Linked DNA regions of Mus musculus: region 2 is linked to region 1. The links are chromatin contacts, called in public HiChIP or PLAC-seq maps. All regions are on one chromosome and are shown on one strand. Each heading gives the region's core, a stretch centred on a gene start, on an enhancer-like site or on the middle of the called end of the contact. The rest is flanking DNA. Distances are from core to core; before and after follow the strand shown.

Region 1 (6,889 bases), core at 1,313-3,812:
ACGCTTATTTATAAATAAAATTAATTTATAATCATAACCCATACACAGGCAAGCATTTATCTACATTGGTTTATTTGCCATGATGAGTTTCACACACCTCCCTCAAATCCATCTAGAGGCAAAGAGAGAATGAAAACATGGGCATTCCAACATATGAGGGTAGTGCCAGCCAAGGAGTGGGTGGATCCAACATAGCCACACTTGTACTCTCTGGATGCAATATTACACATTATTATGGCTCTAACTGTACTGGGTGGAGCGCTGTATTCTGCAGCTTCCTTAACACCTGCTGCTCTTCATCTCGCGGTATACTCCATGTGTGAACACACAGAATCAGGGTTAGAGACGAGCTCACTCCGTAAGGAAGAAGGGCTCAGAAAGTATAGGTGCTTGCCGCTGAGCCTGACAACTTGAGTATTATCCCTAGGTTCCAAATGGAGAAGGTTATAAATGACTCTAGTAAGTTGTTCTTGTATCTTCTCAGGCGTGGGTAATGTGCACACATAGTCAACCAATAAATAAGTAAACGTGATATTTACAAAAGAAAAGAAGAAAAACTAACCTCAAAAAACACAAACATCTATGCCTTAGGAACAAGCAGTCGCTAATGGTTCTCCTACATAACTCCCTTTAACACATTACAGACTGCTGAACATTAATCAAGACAGCAAGTAATCTCCGAGCAGAATAAGACAGAAAGTTCTCAAAGACATAAAGTTAACCAACCAACTCAGGATAAAGAATTGGTTTTTTGGTTTTTTTTTTGTTTTCTTTATAGATTACTAACTAAACCAACAAAATGCTAGCCGTCCTCCGGTTACAGTTACACCTATGGGCAATTCCAGCACTTGGGAGGCAGAGGCAGTGAGTGAGAGCCTCCTCCATTTTAAGACTAGAAGCCGTCTTGTTACCAGGTAAAGTCATTCCTGTTTTCTGTTAATCCCACTTTCTCCTATGTTCAATGTGGTTCTTTCAAACCCTGCTCTAAGGAAACAGCCCTGTGTGACAGAGAATAAAGCTCGCTTACTTCTAGTAAAAGAATTTGGGTAATGGTCTTTACTCTCTATCAGTGGGATTAATAGCAGATCTCTGAGTTCAATTAAGGCCAGCCTGGTCTACAGAGCAAAACACAGAGAAACCATGGCTACACAGAAAAACCCTGTCACAAAAAGAAGAAAAAAAAACCAATAAGTAAATAAGTGAGTAAACAAATAAATGACAAGAAAACCGCGATAGGAAATGTGAAACGGATGCAGAACAACCGGAAGCCTGAATGAAAGATGGAGGACAACACAACAGGGTACAGCGGAGATCAGTGAGCAGCACACAGTGGAACGGTGAGTAAGAGGACAGGGGATGAGAGGGAGGGGCAGCTAGCCAGTCCACAGGGGCCACAGGGAAATGACCAAAAAAAAAAGGATAAAACTAGATGAGAACCAGAAGCGGGAGACAACTGCTGCCGCCACAGGACTGCTAACCACTACCATGACATCATCTCATGACAGACTCTAACCACAGGCATTGTTATGTATCCTACAACTGCCCCAAGTATACACACCTGTACTATTTTCATTCTCTTTTACATTCTAGACTTCCAGAGCTCTATAATTATATTATTATCTATATGTGGGTGGTACATGCCTATAATTCCAGCATCTGGGAGGCTGAAACAGGAAGACTGTCTTGAGTTCAGGGTTACAGAGCAAGAACCAGTCTCAAACAACACACACACACACACACACACACACACACACACACACACACACACAGAAAATGTCATTTCAATCTCTTTCAATATCTCTTCTAACATGCCCTCAATTTTAAACCCTCATGACTATATTCTTCTCTCCTAAAACTCCGACTAAAATTGCCGCTGTTGCCTTTAGTGTGACTGTCCTGCCCTCCCTATTACCATCATACGCAGTAACTGCTGAAAACTTGCTAATCCATTAATTAAAGATCTCTACTTCCCATTATGGAGGTCTAAATTTAGAAAGCCAAATTAAGCTGGGAGGAAAGCATGTGTCACAACAAGGGAGATGAATTCCACGGAAGGGGCTGGGCTCCTGGCCTGCTATCTTACCAAGCCCCCCGACACTAACACTCTCTCTTCTGCTCAGCACAGAGAGAAGCACCCCACCCGAGGGTAGCCACTCATCACTGTAATCATCTGGAGAAAACTATTATCCCATCAGGTCACAAAGCCACGGGACAGCAGCAAGCAACTGCCTCAGGGGACAGGCTTTGCTTTCCCAAACCTCCAATTTAGTCACACAAAAGAAAGGGTGGCAAGCTAGCATTAACTGTGCCCTTAGAGAAGAGCCACTTCCCGCCTGCAGGGGTGGCAGTGACTTTACTGGGTTACCAAATGGATATAAAGACCGAAGTAAACATTGTAATTTTCTGTTTTGTCTCTGGCACAGGGGGAGTGGTACCATCTACACAGTCTGTAAACAGTAATAATGCCAGATGTAACAAAAGAACAGGGCTCCCCCCATCTCTCCGCCCCCATCCATCCCCACCCGCCTAATGCCATTCCTTCTGAGATTACTCATCTTGAGGAAACACAGAGGCTCCCTATAGTCCATATGCTGCTACCAAATGGAAGGGAGTGAGAGTCCAAGTTTGCACTGATTTCCTCCTTGCTGTTACACAAAGCCAGAATATTTGAGACTCAAGACATGTTTGGTTGATTTTGTTTTTTAAGACAAGGTATCACTACATGGCACTGGCTGGCCTAGAATTCACTCTGTATCCCAGGCTGGCCTAGAACTCACAGAGATCCACTTGCCTCTCCCTCCAGGGCTAGGAATTCAGATCTGTGCCATTATGCTTGGCTAAAAAAATTATATCCCTTCTTGAATTTTTTTTTTCTTTTTCCTTTTTTCTCACTGCTAGGGATCAAACCCCAGGGCCTTACACTTGCTAGGCAAGCACTCTGTACCAAGCTAATTATTAAGCCTCAGAACTCAAAAAATCATCAACTGTTTCTAAAGGCTGATACACAGACAAAAGGACAGGGCAAGAGAGGGAACAAGAAAGCAGGCGTGGACCACACAATATGCTGAAGTCTAGACTCAAACAAAACCGAATTGTGAACAATAAATAGTACAAGTAAAACCAGAATCATCCTAACTAACTGCGAGGCTAGAAGGGCTACTAACAGTCTGAGCCTGAGTCTAAAAGTCAGAAAAAGCACAAAGGAAGAGGACAGACTCAAGAAGGAACATTACCTGACCAGAGCTCCCGCCAGGTATAATGCAGGCGAACTCTACACTTCTTCTGGTAACACAGCAGTTTATGCACTACCTGGACACACCGCCTGCAATAAGAAAGGAAACGGACAAGCTTCAGAATCCATCACAGTTCACCTGGACCATTTCTGTAGGGAGGCAGCTCGGCTGGGGCCACTGAGACTGGGGTTAAAGGAAAAAAGATAATTCTGATGAATTTCCTCTGTCAGTCTCTTGCACACACACACACACACACACACACACACACACACACACACACACACACACACACACAATATTTGTGCTACCCATGGGACTACAACCACTTAGAGGCCTGTAATAAGGCACCACTGAAAAGGCTATCAATGTCTCTTCCAGAAGGCCTGTTCGATTCCTAGCACCTACATGGCAGCTAACTACTGTGTGTAACTCCGGATCCAGGGAATCCAACATCTTCTGGCCTCTCTGGATACCAGGCATATATGTGCTATGCAAGTGTACATGCAGGTAAAACACCCATACACATAAAACATTGTTAATTTAAAAAATGTAAGAGACAGAAGAATGGATTGGATATAAAAAAATTAAAGACATTAAGGCTCTAGATCAAATTCAATTCTAAGAGATGGCTCAGCAGGTACCAGGCTTCAACAGAGTCCCAGCAGCTTGTAGTTACCTGTGACTCCAGCTCCAGGACTTCCTGGAGCTTCCTGGCCTCTAAAGGCACCTGCATAGCAAGTTCCAGGCCAACGTGAGCAAGGTAAGAGTCTGCCTCAAAATTAAATAAAGAAGCTGGGTGGTAGTGGATACCTTTAGTCCTATCACTCGGGAAGCAGAGGAAGGTGGATCTCTTGAGCTCAAAGCCAGGCTGGTCTACAGTGCAAGTTCCAGGACAGCCAGCGATACTCAAAGAATCCCTTTCTCAAAAAAACAAAACAAACAAACAAACAAATTGAAATAGATATATAATGAATGGAATTAAATAAAAATCAGCCTAGGGATGCAGGGAGCACACAAAAATCCAGGTCCTTAGTTGCACAAACCAAGGAATTAGTTGCAAGTGCTGCAGCAGCTACAGGGACCAATAGTCCAGTCATTGGACTCTTCAATTATATGGACTGTTCAATACATCAGAACAACACAATGTGCTTTGTTTGCTGTTTTGAGACAGGATCTTAGGTAGCACAAGCCTGCTTCCAACTTAATATTACACCTAAGAATGACCTTGAACTTTTGATCTTCCTGGCTCCACTTCCCAAGCGCTGATAGTACCAGATAGTTTTTTTGGGGTGCTGGTGATGAAATCCAGAGCTTTATGCATGCTAAGCAACTACTCTACCAAATGAACTACATCCCCAGCCTGTTTTGTTTTGTTGAAACAGTCTCATGTAGACTAGACTAGCCTTGAACTTGATACGCAGCCAGGGCTAATGAGGCAGGGAAAAAAATGAGGAAATGGAATGGAAAGACAATGCTTCACTCGTAGCTGATTCTAGCTGAAGGCTCACGCCGGCTGAGAAGCAAGAGGTTACTGGCACAGATAATTCTAAAACAGCAATGAACCAGGATTAAGGCCCGAATGTGTATGACCTTGGGTAGGACCACACTCCACCCCAGATGTTTCTGGGGATCTCAAAATTAATTTTGTTTCAGTGGAGACCTCCTAACTTTCTGCACTACATCCCTGTGCTCCGGAGGTAACCTTATTCACCTAGCATCTCATTTAGATTTCCAGCAACACTTTGAAGAAAATTGTTTCAAAAGCCACCCAACAATCTAGCTGGCTACACCAAGTTACAAAGGCTGTCTCCTGGGGACACCCACACTCAGGCTTTCAAGTATTTCTTAACTTCTTGCCCAATACTTTCCCTTAAAACTTGGGCTTAATATCTATTTTATAAAAAAATATTTCCAGATGCTAAAGCTGAACCACCTAGCTTGCCTAAGTGCAACTAGGTCCAATCCCGGACACTGTATACACTGGACACACAGGCAGGCATCGGTTACCCCAGCACTGTGCAGGTGGAGCACTGTGCAGGTGGAGCACTGTGCAGGTGGAGCACTATGCAGGTGGAGCACTGTGCAGGTGGAGCACTGTGCAGGTGGAGCACTATGCAGGTGGAGCACTATGTAGGTGGAGCACTATGTAGGTGGAGCACTATGTAGGTGGAGCACTATGTAGGTGGAGTACAATGTAGGTGGAGCACTATGAAGGTGGAGCAGAAGGATGCCAAGTAACGAACTTTAGCTTACATAGTGAGTGTGTTTGTATTGCTGTGTGATTTAGCACTTAATTCCTCTAGCTCAGTGGTTCGCAACCTTCCAAACACTTCCACCCTTTAATTCAGTTCCTCATGTGTAGTGACCCCCAATCATAAAATTATTTTCACTACTGCTTCATATCTGTAGTTTTACTACTGTTTGAATTGTTATATAAATGTCTGTGTTTTCGGACCGCTTAGGCAACCCCAGAGTAAGGGCCATCGACTCTTACAGGAGTCATCACACCCCACAGGTTGGGAGCCCATGTCTAGACAGTTCTCTGACTCTTACCTCTCAGAGCACAGTTAGCACTGGCTTTTTCTGTTTCTTGATTTTTTTTTTTCTCTTTGAGACAAGGTCTCACAATGCAGCTTTGGCTGCCCTGGAACTCATTATGTAGACTTTCAAGCTCACAGAGATCCTCCTGCCTCTGCCTCTCAAGTGCCCAGATTAAAGGTGTGTACCACCATGCCAGGTTTTTTTTTTTTTTTCTGCTTATTTCCCTTTTGCAAAGAGGTCCAAGAAATGACCCCAAAGTGAGTTTAGACTAACCTAGGATACATGAGATCCTGTCTCAAAACAAAACAAACCACTACCACCACCACCAATAACAATAACAAAGGGGGACGGGGCAGAAAGAAGGAAGGAAGGAAGGGAGGGAGGGGGGGAAGGTAAGGAAGGGAGGGAGGGAGGGAGGGGGGCAGGGAAGGAGGAAGGAAGGGAAGGGAAGGGAAGGGAAGGGAAGGGAAGGGAAGGGAAGGGAAGGGAAGGGAAGGGAAGGAAAGGGAAGGGAAGGAAAGGGAAGGGAAGGAGGGAGGATGGAAGGAAGAGTAAAGTATTTTACTGAACTCCAAATGTACTACATATAGGCTTGTCTTGAAATTCATTTCTACAAGGAAGTAAAAAATCTGATCTTACCTGAACTGAAGTCCCTAAAAGATTAGATGAAGTCCCCAAGCGGCTTCAGGTGACTTCTTGTCTTTATCTGACTGTTGAGGCTGACCTTCATCTTCCCTAAGGCTGGGAACGTATAAGCACAGGCCACTCTCCCAGCTCAGGCCAATACTTTGTATCTATTCACTCACCAAACACTGGTTGGACTGGTACTTAAATCTTACTGTATTTAAGTTCTAAGGATCTTAGCAAATTGGTGCCAGGTAACCTACCAGTTTCAAGCAAATTAAAAGGTTCCTTTCTGTGAAAATCGTTGTAACGTGAAAGAATACGGGAGAGAAAGTCCAAGTGGAAGAACCAAACAGCCGTGCAGGAAGGGGCTCTGGCCCATCTCCCTTGATTTACAGAAGCTTTCTAATATAGTCAAGACCACTTCAACGGAATGGCAGCTTCAAGTAGAGGATACTTCCTGAGGTAGAGTTAAGAGGGTGCCTGAAACA
Region 2 (6,889 bases), core at 3,202-5,701, 83 kb after region 1:
CTTTTTTTTTTTTTTTTTTTTTAGGTTTTCCGAGAAAAAGTCTGTGTAGCCCTGGCTGTCCTGAAACTTGCTCTGTAGACCAAGCTGGCCTCAAACTCAGAGATCCACCGGAGAGAGACAGAGAGATACAGTCACAGAGACACACTGGAGATATGGCTTAGCAATTAAGAACACTGGCTATTTTCACAGAGGTCCCAGGTTCAATTCCCAGCACTCAGAACTGTCTGTTACTCCCATATTCCTGTAACTCCCATCTTTCTCTGGCCTCTATGGGCACCAGGCACACACAAAGTACACATAGATAAAGGCAGAGCATCCATACACATTAAAAAAAAAAAAACAAGGGGAGAGAAAGAGAAGGAAATGGAAGAGAGGGAGAAAGGGGAGGGAGGAAGGAGCCATGCCTTGAATAATCGGGGTAAATGATTTGTATTTAGTCATTAGGTGCAGTTTCCAAAGGCTCTAACTCTTGGTCAAGAGATGCAAGGGTAGCCAGGCAGCAATGCTGCATGACTTTAATCCCAGCACCCTGAAGGCAGAAGTAGGCAGATCTCTGGGAGTTCTAGACCAACCTGATCTACAGGGCAAGTCCCAGGGCAGCCAGGATTATGCAGAGAAACCTTGTCTTAAAAGCAAACAAACAAAAAGATGGGAAGAGACCTATAGCAACAAAAGGCCCCTGGAGAAAAAACTGTTTTAGGCAGGAAGATGATATTAAGGGCACATTAGGATCAAAATGCCTGATAGATGTCCAGACAGAAATATCTAGCAGACTGCTAGATGCCGTTTATTGGTACTCAGCCCAGCTATTAGACTGTAGCTAAATTATACCTTAGAGCCATTGGCTTGGAAGTAACGGCTCAAGCCAAGAAAAAGAGGATGGCTTAGGAATGGGAAGAAGATGAGCCGAAGGCAAGGCTAACACTGAGGATAATAATACCTGAAAGGAAAAGCAAAACAAACAAACAAAAAAAAAAACCACAATGGAAGAAATGACAGTACGAACTTCCAATAAAGCTGTCAAGTGCCTCAGAGGGAAAAGGATATAGAAATATCTTTGAAACCGGGCGTGGTGGCGCATGCCTTTAATCCCAGCACTTGGGAGGCAGAGGCAGGCAGATTTCTGAGTTCGAGGCCAGCCTGGTCTACAGAGTGAGTTCCAAGACAACCAGGGCTATACAGAGAAACCCTGTCTCGAAAAACCAAAAAAAAAAAAAAAAAGAGAGAGAGAGAGAGAGAGAAAGAAAGAAAGAAAGATCTTTGAAGCTGTGTGTGGTGTCACAAGCTTGTGATACCAATACTGGGGACGCTGAGGCAGGAGGAGGCAGAGTTAAAAGCACAGATAAGCTACAAAGTAAGTTCAAAGTTAGCCTGAGCTACAAAGGGAAACCTGTTTCAAAATTCAGAGGCTGGAGGGTTAGCTCAGCTGTTAAGAATACTTGGTGAGCCAGACAATGGTGGCACACACCTTTAATCCCAGCACTCTGGAGACAGAGATAGGCAGATTTCTGAATTTGAAGCCAGCCTGGTCTACATAGTGAGTTCCAGGGCAGCCAGGGCTACACAGAGAAACCCTGCCTCACAAAAATAAGAACAACAATGTTTTCAAAGAATTCTTGGTGCTCTTGTAGAGAGGACTTGAGTTGGACTCTCAACAACAATGTCAGGCAGTTTACAACTGACTGTAACTTCAAAGGAACCTGCACACATACTACATACACCTGCATAGATGTGCACATACATTAAAAAAAAAACCAAGGCTAGAGAAATGGCTCAGTAGTTAAGAGTACTTGCTGCTGAGTTCCAGAGGCATGAATTCAGTTTCCAGCACTCACTATCAAATGGCTGACAACCACCGAAACTCCAGCTCCAGGGGAATATGATGTCCTCTTCTGGGGGGGTATGATATCTTCTTCTGGGCTCATTAAGCAGCTACACACATGTGGCATACACACATTCATACATTAAAATAAATTTTCAAGATTTTACTTTCTATACTTTCTATTTGTGTTGTGGCTGGCTGATTGTGCAGGCCCAAAGAGAGTGAATTCCTGTAGCTAGAGTTGTAAGCATTTGTGAGGGTACTGAGAGCCAACTCAAGTCCCCTTGAAAAACACAGTGTTCTCAATGGCTGAACCATCTCTTCAAAACCCCAAAATAAAAATTAATCTTAAAAAAAAAAGCATGCCCTCCCCAAACAGGGGAGCCTGACAAATCAATCAGTATTCGGGGAACAGGGTATGGCAGTTCATGCAGATACAGGAACGACAGTTTATAATTCCAGTGTTTGGGCAGCTGAGGCCGACGGATTGTCAAGGGTTCAAGGACAAGCCAGGCTACAGAGCTACAGAGTGAGAATTTGTGTCCCCCCCCAAAAAATATATATATAAACATATATATAAACATATATATATATATATAAACACACACACATATATACATATATATGTATATATATATATTGCTGAGGAAACACCTCAGTGCGTGAGTACGGACTTTCATCAGTGCTGCTGAACCTGATGTTGCTACTCCAGCTGGCGGTGTGAACCTGGGAGAGCCAGCCTGAAGCGTCCGTGAACTAAAGTTTTATGCCATAGCCAACTTCATTTCTCGCAGCAGACAGTTTTTACTCTAAGGGTTAAAAGGAGTCAACTAAGTAAAGTGTCCAGTCACAAGGACAAGCCGCATGTGGCAAAAACAAAAACATGTTTTTCCATAGAGGCGTAAAGACAACAATAGTCAGTTGTAATCAATAACATAAGTTAATTTACTCCTCTCTGATACAGCTGGGGAGGGTGCAGAGGTTATCTTGTTTATTGTTTATAGACTCGTTTATTCGGAGTTCTCCCACAAGGTCTCAGCTCCTCACAGCTTCATCCGTGAACCACGTTCCCACACCTGAGTTTGATTCCTGACACCTGTCTCAGTCACTCTTCTATTGCTGTGAAGAAATACCACAACCAGGGCAACTCTTTTTTTTTTTTTTTAAGATTTATTTATTTATTATATGTAAGTACACTGTAGCTGTCTTCAGACACTCCAGAAGAGGGAGTCAGATCTTGTTACAGATGGTTGTGAGCCACCATGTGGTTGCTGGAATTTGAACTTCAGACCTTCGGAAGAGCAGTCGGGTGCTCTTACCCACTGAGCCATCTCGCCAGCCCCAGGACAACTCTTATACAAGAAACCATTTAATGAGGGGCTTGCTTGCAGTTTCAGAGCATCAATCCATTATCATCATTGGCAGAGAGCACGGTGATGCACACGGCAGTGAAGCAGTAGCTAAGAGCTCCAGTCCCATCCACAGGCAGACGGGAACCTGGACCTGGCATGGGGGGTTGAAATCGCAAAGCTCACTGCCAGTGACACACTTCCTCCAAGGAGGCCACACATAACTAATCCCAGTTCTTCTCAGAGAGTGCCACTCTCTGATGACTAACTATTCAGATATATGCGTCTGTGGGAGACCATTCTTAGTCAAACCACCACAGGAACCACGTGGTACAAGGCAAGAACCAGCTCCGAAAGTTGTCCTCTGGCCTCTGAGTGGGTGTTGTGGCGTATGCCCATAATATTGCACGCACACAAACACAGACACACATAGATACACACACAAACACACACACATTCAATATAATTTAATTTAAATTTTTAATGAGGAAGGCAGTGAACAGGAACAAAGTAGAATAATATATATATGTGTAAAAATGCCAGCCATAGCTTGGTCAATAAAGTGCATACCTCAAAAGCTTAAGACGCTAATTCTATCCTCAATGCTTGGTATTGTGGTTCGAGTCTATAATCCCAGCGTGGGAGACTGAAGCAGGAGGATCTCCCGAGCTCATTGGCTGGCTAGCACAACCTAGTGGGTGAGAGGTCCTAGTGAAAGAAGTTCTCTCAAAACAGTGTAGAAGGTTGGCTTCTGAGGAAAGACACTGAGGCTGACCTCCAGCCTTCACAGGTGCACACAGGACTAAGAATATGGAGGAAGGGGATGCGATCATGAAATTCATTACTTTGTATGCTGACTTCAAATTTAAAACATATGTATAAAGACCAGGGATGGTAGTGATGAACTTTAATCACGGCACTTGGGAGGCAGAGACAGGAGAATCTCTGTGAATTTGTGGCCAGCCTGGTGAGCGGAGGGTTGTTAACCTTACAGTTTTTCCACTAAATTTCCAGGCGGTTGAGATTTGCTATTTGGTCAGGGCTGATACGGTGTCAGTACTCAACCACAAATAAGGTGAAAGAGCGAGGTTCAGAAAGAAGGGAGACGTTTTGAGACATTCTCACGGTGCCTAGGAAACTTGAATCCAGAGCGGGGACCCTTGGGTGCTGCGGATGCTCCTCCCTCGGACATCTTCCCGCAGCTCCGCCCCCGGCGCGCAGCGCTAGCGGGGCGTGCCCTGGGGCAATCCCGGACCTCGCCTGGCGGGGCGGGGCCGGGCGGAGTCGACGTTCAGTCCAGGGCTTGGCTCACCTCATTCACCAGGGACGGAAGTGTCAGCCCTGCACTCCCCCGGGTACCAGGACTAGCAGTCCGGCCTCGCCCCACTGGGCGATCAGGCCTTGGCTAGCTCCTGCGGCAGAGGCGTCATGAAGCGTGCAGGAACTCTGCGCCTGCTTTCGGATCTGAGCAACTTCACCGGCGCGGCCCGGCTCCGCGAGTTGTTGGCGGGGGACCCAGCTGTCCTAGTCCGCTGCAGCCCTGACGGCCGCCACTTGCTGCTATTAAGACCCCCCGGATCGCCCGCCCCACAGCTTCTAGTGGCTGTGCGTGGGCCCGGCCTGCCGCTGGAGCGTGCCTGGCCGGAGGGCGACCCCTCGCCGCTGGACGTCTTTTTCGTGCCGTGGCTGGCGCGACCCGCGCTGATCTTGGTATGGGAGAGTGGCCTAGCAGAGGTTTGGGGCGTGGGGATGGAGCCTGGATGGAAGCTACTTCAGAGCACTGAGCTGTGTCCGGATGGTGGAGCCCGCGTGATGGCCGTGGCCGCAACCCGAGGCCGCCTAGTTTGGTGCGAGGAGCGTCAGCCGGGTGTTAAGGACCAACCAGAGCAGCTTTCAACGGCCTTCAGCCACCGTGTGTGCTTCAAGACCCTGGAAACCAGCGGGGAGGCTGGCACCAAACTAGGCTGCACCCACATCCTGCTACACCATTGCCCCCTTTTTGGACTGATAGCCTCCCGCAAGGACCTCTTCCTGGTGCCTACTACCAACACTTGGTCTGGTGTGGCCCACCTTCTGCTCATCTGGAGCCCAAGCAAGGGGAAGGTAATAGTTGCTGCTCCATCTCTTGGTCTTTCACACAGTAAAAGCCTGAATCCCAAACAAGGGGACACTTGGGACTTCCGGACCCTGCTGCGAGGCCTTCCTGGATTCCTGTCCCCCAGGGAGCCACTGGCTGTACACACTTGGGCCCCATCTTCGCAGGGCTTGTTGTTGCTTGACTTGAAAGGGAAGGTGAGCCTAGTGCAGTGCCATGGTGGTACTCGAACCGTGGGAATCCTGCAGGAGGCCCCTGTAAGCCTAAAAGGGTCTGCAGCCCTGGGGACATTTCACGGCACTTTAGCCTGTGTCCTGGGCTCCACCTTGGAACTACTGGACATGAGCAGTGGGCGGCTGTTGGAAAAAAAGGTTCTCAGTACAGACAGAGTACATTTGCTGGAGCCTCCAGCCCCGGGCATGAAGAACGAGGAAGAGCTGGAGACCCGAGGAGCCCTACGATTGCTTTCAGCCTTGGGTCTCTTTTGTGTGTGTTGGGAAACTCCCCAAGGCCTTGAGCTGCCTTCAGACAAGGACCTGGTGTTTGAGGAGGCCTGTGGGTACTACCAGCGTCGGAGCCTTCGAGGTACCCAGCTTACCCCAGAAGAACTGAGACACAACAGCATGTTTCGGGCACCTCAGGCCCTGGCCTCCATCCTCCAGGGCCACCTGCCCCCGTCTACACTCCTGACAACCCTGAGGGCTGAGCTCCGGGATTATCGTAGTATAGAACAGCTCAAGGCCCAGCTGGTGGCTGGGGACGATGAGGAGGCTGGCTGGACTGAGTTAGCGGAGCACGAGGTGGCCCGCCTGCTGAGAACCCAGTTGACAGGAGACCAGCTGGCCCAATTCAACACCATTTTCCAAGCCCTTCCTACAGCAGCTTGGGGTGCCACCCTCCAGGCACTGCAGCTCCAGCCAGATAGGAGTGGCAGGCTGAGGTCCCAAGCACCCCCGGATGTATGGAAGAAGGTCCTAAGGGCTCCAACAGCTGGAAAGGAACATCCCAATGGAATACTGCCGCCCTTTGAACTCCTGTGTCAGTGCCTGGGCCAGCTCGAGCCTCAGTGGCTCCCCCCATTTGTGAAACTGGCACAGCAGCAGGGTGGCCCCGGCTGGGGGGCTGAAGGCCCCAGTCTGCCCCTTTACCGCCGAGCCCTGGCAGTGCTAGGTGAGGAAGGGAAGAGGCCTGAGGCTCTGGAACTCGAGTTGCTTTTGGGCAGTGGGCGACCCAAAGCCGTGCTACAAGCTGTAAGGCAGCTGATAAAGAAAGAAGAGTGGGAACGGGCTCTGGAAGCCGGGCTGGCCCTGGATGCCTCCAGCCCCCTGCTTCGAAGTGAGATCTTTAAGCTGCTGCTGGCAGAGTTTGCCCAGCACCGCCGCCTGGATGCACACCTCCCTCTCCTCTGTCGCCTGTGCCCACCGGAAGTGGCTCCACATGAGCTCCTACTTCTGCTGAGGACACATCTCCCAGATGATGAGGGAACCACCCCTTTCCCTGAGCCTGGGGCAGAGCCCCCTCTCACAGTGGGCTTGGTCAGAGCCCTGCTAGAACAGACTGGGGCTCAAGGAAGGCCGTCTGGCCCAGTTCAAAGCACCTATGAGGACATCTTATGGGACCCAG

The links. HiChIP or PLAC-seq counts read pairs in DNA pulled down with a chosen protein or histone mark.
Region 2: a contact with region 1 is called in an HNF4G HiChIP or PLAC-seq map of pancreatic cancer cells. The contact joins the promoter of Hps6 here to the enhancer-like site in region 1. A contact is called at or near these places in 1 of 15 datasets of contacts at CTCF or cohesin (the NIH/3T3 cell line), 5 of 484 Hi-C or Micro-C datasets (the G1E-ER4 cell line, bone marrow-derived macrophages, microglia and 2 more), 7 of 115 datasets of contacts at active chromatin or transcription factors (the SCID.adh cell line, bone marrow-derived macrophages, embryonic fibroblasts and 2 more) and 3 of 9 other capture datasets (adipose tissue, liver and pancreatic islet).

Annotation. Positions count from the first base shown.
Region 1 is chr19:45,918,384-45,925,272 of GRCm38.p6, forward strand. It overlaps Armh3 (armadillo-like helical domain containing 3), which reads right to left. Exons shown (of 26, transcript NM_198296.2): 20 at 3,234-3,322. Among named protein-coding and RNA genes, the nearest start is that of 4930505N22Rik, 76 kb to the right of the region's middle. Within about 2 kb of position 2,563, at least 33 of the 459 cell types and tissues checked have an H3K27ac peak or open chromatin away from gene starts, as enhancers often do. A contact at or near this core is called in the NIH/3T3 cell line, embryonic fibroblasts and pancreatic cancer cells, where this site is marked.
Region 2 is chr19:45,999,027-46,005,915 of GRCm38.p6, forward strand. It overlaps Hps6 (HPS6, biogenesis of lysosomal organelles complex 2 subunit 3), which reads left to right and starts at 4,452. Exons shown (of 1, transcript NM_176785.3): 1 at 4,452-6,889. The coding sequence starts at 4,600. The region is part of intron 1 of 4930505N22Rik (RIKEN cDNA 4930505N22 gene); the gene reads left to right.